Linked DNA regions of Mus musculus: region 1 is linked to region 2. A link is a contact called in public HiChIP or PLAC-seq data. All regions are on one chromosome and are shown on one strand. The core of a region is the stretch at or near the end of the contact, and the rest is flanking DNA. Distances in the headings are between cores, read along the strand shown.

Region 1 (2,798 bases), core at 162-2,661, 220 kb after region 2:
CATTCTCGTCTTCTACCACTATGTGGACGGTGGCTGAGGCACTGAGTGGGCCTGGATTGCGACCCTGGTCATTGGCCTCCACCAGCAGCTGGTACTCAGCCGCCTCCTCACGGTCCACCACAGCCCGTGTGCGCACGACACCTGATCGTGCGTCTATCTCAAAGACACCACCTGCGCCCTCCAGCAGACGATAGCGCATGTTTGCGTTGGAAGGGGCATCCCCGTCGGTGGCACGGATGGTCAGAACCTCATAGCCCACCTCCAGGTTTTCTCGAATTCGCTCTCGATACTCAGACTGCTCAAAGACTGGGCTGTGGTCGTTAGTGTCACTGACAGTTACGGTGAGGTAGGTGGCAGCTGAGCGCCTCGGGGAGCCGTGGTCCACAGCACTAACTTTGAGTACATGAGTGTCCTTGGTCTCCCGGTCCAGGGAGCGGGCTGTGGTCACTGCACCCGTGGCGGCATCGATGAGGAAGTAGCCATTAGAGCGCTCATCGAACAGCGCCTCCATCTGGTAGCTAAGGCGTCCTGCATCGCCTTCGTCTGGGTCGTGCGCGCGCAGTTCGATGACCGCAGTGCCCGCAGGCTCATTCTCAGGCACTGACACCTGGTAGCTGGGCAGCGGGAACTGCGGGCTCGTGCTGCTGCCCGTGCCCCGCCTAGACCGTCGCACCACCCCCGCCCGAGGTTGGGACAGGTTAAGCAACGATGGCGACACCGAGGGCGACTCTGAGGGCGTCCCAGAGGTCGCCTCTATTACCAGCTCTACCCAAACGGCGCCTGCCGCGCGTCCCAGGGCGCACACCAGACGCAGCTCAGCTGAACCTCCTGGCCGCAGGCAAATGGGTCCGCGCCTGCAGCCGGTCCCGGCGACCGGCGGGCAGCTGCAGGCGGGGAAGTTGGTGATGGCCTCAAGCACCGAAGTCAGCGAGGCTGCGCCGCCGCCTGCGGCCGGGAAGCAGAGCGCATCTCCAAGTCCAGGAACTGAGCGGACGGCCGGAGAGCGCAGCTCTGCACCGCGGGCCGAGCGGCGCAACAGCCGGACCCCACAGCGGGCACCATAGGCGCGTGCCCTTAGTACCAAGCTCGGGGCCGTCGGGGCGCCGCGGGCGACCAGCCGGACCTGCAGCGGCAGCAGCCTCCCGGCCAAGCGGGCACAGCCCAGAGTCCCCGCGCCAAGCCCAAGCCTCCGACCGGCTGCTGGCCCCTCGCGGCTCACGTCCAGCAGCTCCCGAGGCGTGCGCGTGGTGTCCAACCTGTAGCTCCAGCCGGGTCCGAGAGCGAAGGCGCGGGCCCCGCCAGGCACCCGCAGCTCCCAAGCGGCTGCTCCCAACTCCAGGGCTGGCAGGGCGGCGGCGGCCAGCAACACCAGCGCGGGCAGCACGCGCGGCGATGACGGCGCCATGGCCCGGAGCCGCAGCCCGAGCCGGGCGCCGGAGCACAATCCATGCACCCGGCGCACCTCCGCATCCACCCGGCGCGGCCGGGGGGCGGCTCCCGCGCGCCCAGCGCCGGGCCCTCGGGGCGGCCCGCGCTCTGCCTCCCCGGGGGCCCTGGCGAGGACACCGGGGGCCGCGCGCCCGGCCTCCCGCTCAGCTTCCACTTCGAGAGCACTTTGCGAAAGTTTGCCAAGTTGGTTTCAAGATGGCTCCTCCGTGCGTCCCGGGAGGGCGCCGCGCATCAACCTGCAGCAGCGCCGGCTCCAGGCGGCTCCAGGTGGCCCCAGCACCGACTCTGCTGGGCGGGCGTGGGAAGCTGGGCGGGCCCGGGGCGGGGCGGGGGCTGCGATCACCACACCGCCCGCAGACCCTGGCGACGGATTGCTGGCTAGGCGGTGTGCTTTGCCAGCGCCCCCGCCACTCTCTCTCTCTCCCCGCCCCCGGCCCCGCCCCGCCCCCTCCCAGTGGCTCATTGTTCAGCCCTGGGAGGGGGAGGATGATGGGGAGGGAGCCAGCCAGGAGGTGCGCGCCCCGATGATCTCCATGGAGACGTGGGGGCGCGGCCCTAGCGGGGCCTGGCCTCCAGCCCCTTCCCTTTCGGTCTTGGCACCCAACATCCGCAGAGGACCGGGCCCTGGGAGCGTGGCGCTCAACTACTGCTCTAGAGTCCCGGGCCGCGGCTGCTAAAGAGTCCCTCGTACAGTTTCCTCTGGGCCGAGTGCTGTTCAATCCTCGCATTGCACCTGATAGTGCAGATCTATGAGTAAGCCACCCCTGGCGTCGAGAGAGTTAGATCTAGAGTTCCAAGATACAGAGGTGCTAGAAAACTTCGGTAGAGTCGTGGCGGTGGCAGGGGACTGGGAGACTGTTAGACTCCAGCCTCGCGGGAGCTCAAATGCTTAACTCCAAGGAGTTCCTTGGATTTTGAAATCTCATGGGCAGTTAACCGGATTCGGGTTCCACTTTGTTTAAAGTGCAACATTTAAATTGGAAAGAAAAATAATGTAGTTTGGAGGTGACAGTGGGAGGGGCCTTGTTCCCCAGAACATGCTGTGGGGCCTGAACATTGGTGGAGGAGACCGTCTGTCACCAAACCCCTAGTTACTGCCCATCAGGGGACAAGCAAACACTGAGGGGGCAGGATCCGTGAGAACCTGGGGAAAACCAGAAGGGGGCTGGAGAATCACTCTCGCCCTGCGTGAAAGGGTGGGGCGTGGCTTCAGAGCCGCAAGACCGAGCCTAGATTCCAAAGGAGCACACCTTAAAGGCGGTGCTTCCGAACTAGGGAGGGGAGAGGCGGACCTTTGCAACATTTTCCCCACCTCCTTGAAAGGGGCCCAAGCCCACTGCAGCCTCAGT
Region 2 (3,005 bases), core at 133-2,632:
TGTGCTTGCTTTAAACGCCCCCCATCTGATAGGTCTATCTAACATCTCCACTGTGTGTGGCTCTGTGCCTATTTTGGTCCTTGGCAGCAAAGCTGTTTCTTTGCTCTTCCTTGTGGTCTCAATCTGAGTTATAAACTGGGGTTTGTTGGTAAGGTGGTAAAGGTAAAGGCAGCATTGTGGACACGTATGCTTGGCTTGTGCTGCTTGGTGCTGAATCAACCCAGTAAGTGAAGTGGGTTTGCCTTTCCTGTTCTTCTGCTACACTGGCTACGCATTTACTTGTGCTTAGGTGTACTGGCCTCTCTGATACTATTTAAGGACAGATTCACGTGCCTCCTGCCGCCTCCCTTCACTGGACGCAAGAATCTGCTCTTGCCATAGAGCATACTTTCCTGCCCTACCAAAGTTAGTCTGAAACTTTGGTCCCCTTGAAAGATCCAGGCAGATGAATTTATACAGCAATCACAGCCTTTCCCAGGTCAGTTTACAGGAAAGTTATAAAGACTTCAGTTCTGTCCTTCGTCTTACCCATCAGCACCCAGGGCATGCTGGAAAAAAGCCCACGGTGGGTGTTTCTATTGGCTCACCAGGAGGTTGGGGTGGGGAGGTGTATCCTAGTCCACTTGATAAGGCTGCATTCTTAACTGTTTGATGGCACTTCTATATTCAAGGCCTTGGAGGCCCCGCCTCTCCGTAAATTGCTGGGTCAGTGGTCTGATGGCAACAGCAGCTGTCTGATGAGTTCGAGAAAACGCGATTCTTGGATTTGTATCGAGCTGTATCGGAATTCCTACTAGCCTTTCAAAGTTCCCATCCCCAGCTCCAGCCCCAGCTGCGCGCCCGCCTCTAACCCTTTGCGTCCTACAGAACCGAGCTTTGGAGCCAGAAAGGAGCATATGTGCGCCTTGGAAACTGACAGATGTCCCGACTGACGTCTAAAACGGAAATTCTATTTTGGGTGTGCGCGAACCTAGCTAGTGGTATCTTAATTCGCACGTCACAGGCCCTCGCCGAGGCTGCTGGGCGCGCTGCCCTTGCAGCAGGTGACAGTCAGGAGACAGTCCCAGGATAGTGGGACTCCGCCAGAGCCTCCTCCTCCCGCTCTGAGTCTCCCCAGGTCAACAGGGCTCCGCCTGGCGACCATATACACCACGGTCCGAGCCACCCGCGCACAGCCCTCCCCGTGCTGGGTGTCTAACGCCTCCCCCACCCCCACCCCTCGGCTTCCAGAGGCACCGAGGACAGATCCAGCGAGCCGGAACACAGAGGGGACATTTCCAGCTAGCCACGCGCGTTCCTGCAGCACACTGCCCCGCAAACTCACCACCTCCCCTCCGGGACCCCCAGAGCGCCTGCGTGGCCCGCCCACAGTACTAGTTCCGCCTCACTGCGCCTGCGCGGCTCCGCCCTAGCTCCTCTGAGGCTCCGCCCTCGATCCATGGCATTTGTGCAGCCCAATCTCATCACCCGCTGAAGCTCCGCCACACTACCGGTTTCCCCCGGTTTGCCTCATGGCGCCTAAGCAACTCCACTCTGTCCCAGCCTCCTTAAGCAAGAAAAGCCAAAAGAGCGTCCTTGCCGGGGTAGAGCTTTACTGTCGCTTCCGTTTCCGCTGCTAGCTTATAGTGATTGTGGGTCGCGGCTGGAGAGCTCTCTGGGCTTCAGAAAAAAAAAACATATTCTACCTAAATCTTGCCTGGTGCACCAATGAATGTACTGGGGTTATTTTCTGGGAGAAGGGACTCAGGCAACTGCAACGTTGAAAAGTCTACCCAGTGGGAGTGATGGCCTACGAGCTGTCTCTGGGACTTTGCACGATTTGGAAGTAGTTCCACCTATCTCCTGCAGCAGTTGCTCACGGTTTTGGGAAAGGGGCTTTATGGATATTCTTAACTTAGTTAAGTTTAGTGAGCTTTCTGATTCTTGTACGTCCTGATCTGCCTCCAGGAGGGAATGTTTCCATCTACAAGAAAAGCCTATATAACACTTAACTTCTTCTTGTGACTCTTATTTACCCCTCCTGGCTAATGTTCCCTGAACCTTGGAAGGAGTTACATAGAAATCTAATTCTTTTCTTACATTCTGGCTGGGCATTGGACCACTATGCCATGGGGGTAGGCATTGGTTCACAGTTATTTAACTGGTTTTGAGTCTCCTCAGTAACTACCACAGTTTGTCAAGATGAAATTTCCTCCACACCTGAGGCAGATAGCAGCAGTAATCTATGGGTAAGAAATACAAGTATTTAGAAGGAATGTCTGTTCATTTAACAAAACAATTACAGTACTGTCCCCACTGGAGCCTATGACCACCAGCCACAAGTTTTTGCACAGGTTTATAAGGCCAAACATAGGTTCCCTCCTGTGAAGCCTCAAATCCAACCAGAAAGTGTTGTCAACATCAGTACTGGCTTACCACTATTGCACCAGGAGACATACTTTGCCTGGCACAGTGACATAATAGAATCCATAACTAAGTAGGATCCTTGGCAATAATTCTCCCTCAGCAGCCTGGACTCCCTCAGCAGTTTTAGCCTGACTTCTCCATATCCTGCAATATATAAGTATTTTCATTTAATTTTGGCATGCAGACAACAATAGTGGAAATTGCCTTTCTAGTTTCTGGGACTTAAAGGGTTTTCTTAGCTAGCAACTCATAGGGACATAGCCTGCCTTTAACGGTGTGGGCTTTCTTTTCTTTTCTTCTTTCTTTCTTTCTTTCTTTCTTTCTTTCTTTCTCTCTCTCTTTCTCTCTTTCTTCCTTCCTTTCTCTCTTCCTTTCTTTTAGATTTGTTTGTTTGTTATATGAGTACACTGTCACTTGCTTCACACACATCAGAAGAGGGCATCAGATCCCATTATAGATGATTGTGAGCCACCATGTAGTTGCTGGGAATTCAGCTCAGGAACCCTGGTGCTCTTTAATGTCTGAGCCATCTCTCCAGCCCCCCTGGGGGGAATTTCCTTTCAACAGTCTTACAGCTTCTGGGAATGTTTTTCCACCCA

The links. HiChIP or PLAC-seq counts read pairs in DNA pulled down with a chosen protein or histone mark.
Region 1: a contact with region 2 is called in an HNF4G HiChIP or PLAC-seq map of pancreatic cancer cells. The contact joins the promoter of Celsr1 here to the promoter of Cdpf1 in region 2. A contact is called at or near these places in 7 of 39 promoter capture datasets (the 3T3-L1 cell line, the C10 cell line, cranial neural crest and 4 more), 5 of 484 Hi-C or Micro-C datasets (CD4 T cells, Th1 cells, embryonic stem cells and 2 more), 4 of 115 datasets of contacts at active chromatin or transcription factors (embryonic stem cells, extraembryonic endoderm stem cells and pancreatic cancer cells) and 3 of 9 other capture datasets (adipose tissue, liver and pancreatic islet).

What each region holds. Positions count from the first base shown.
Region 1 is chr15:86,032,366-86,035,163 of GRCm38.p6, forward strand. Celsr1 (cadherin, EGF LAG seven-pass G-type receptor 1) reads right to left here and starts at 1,412. Exons shown (of 35, transcript NM_009886.2): 1 at 1-1,412. The coding sequence starts at 1,405. It overlaps Gm34764 (a long non-coding RNA gene), which reads left to right and starts at 1,888. Exons shown (of 3, transcript XR_384307.4): 1 at 1,888-2,202.
Region 2 is chr15:85,810,315-85,813,319 of GRCm38.p6, forward strand. It overlaps Cdpf1 (cysteine rich, DPF motif domain containing 1), which reads right to left and starts at 1,383. Exons shown (of 5, transcript NM_197998.2): 1 at 1,325-1,383; 2 at 588-734.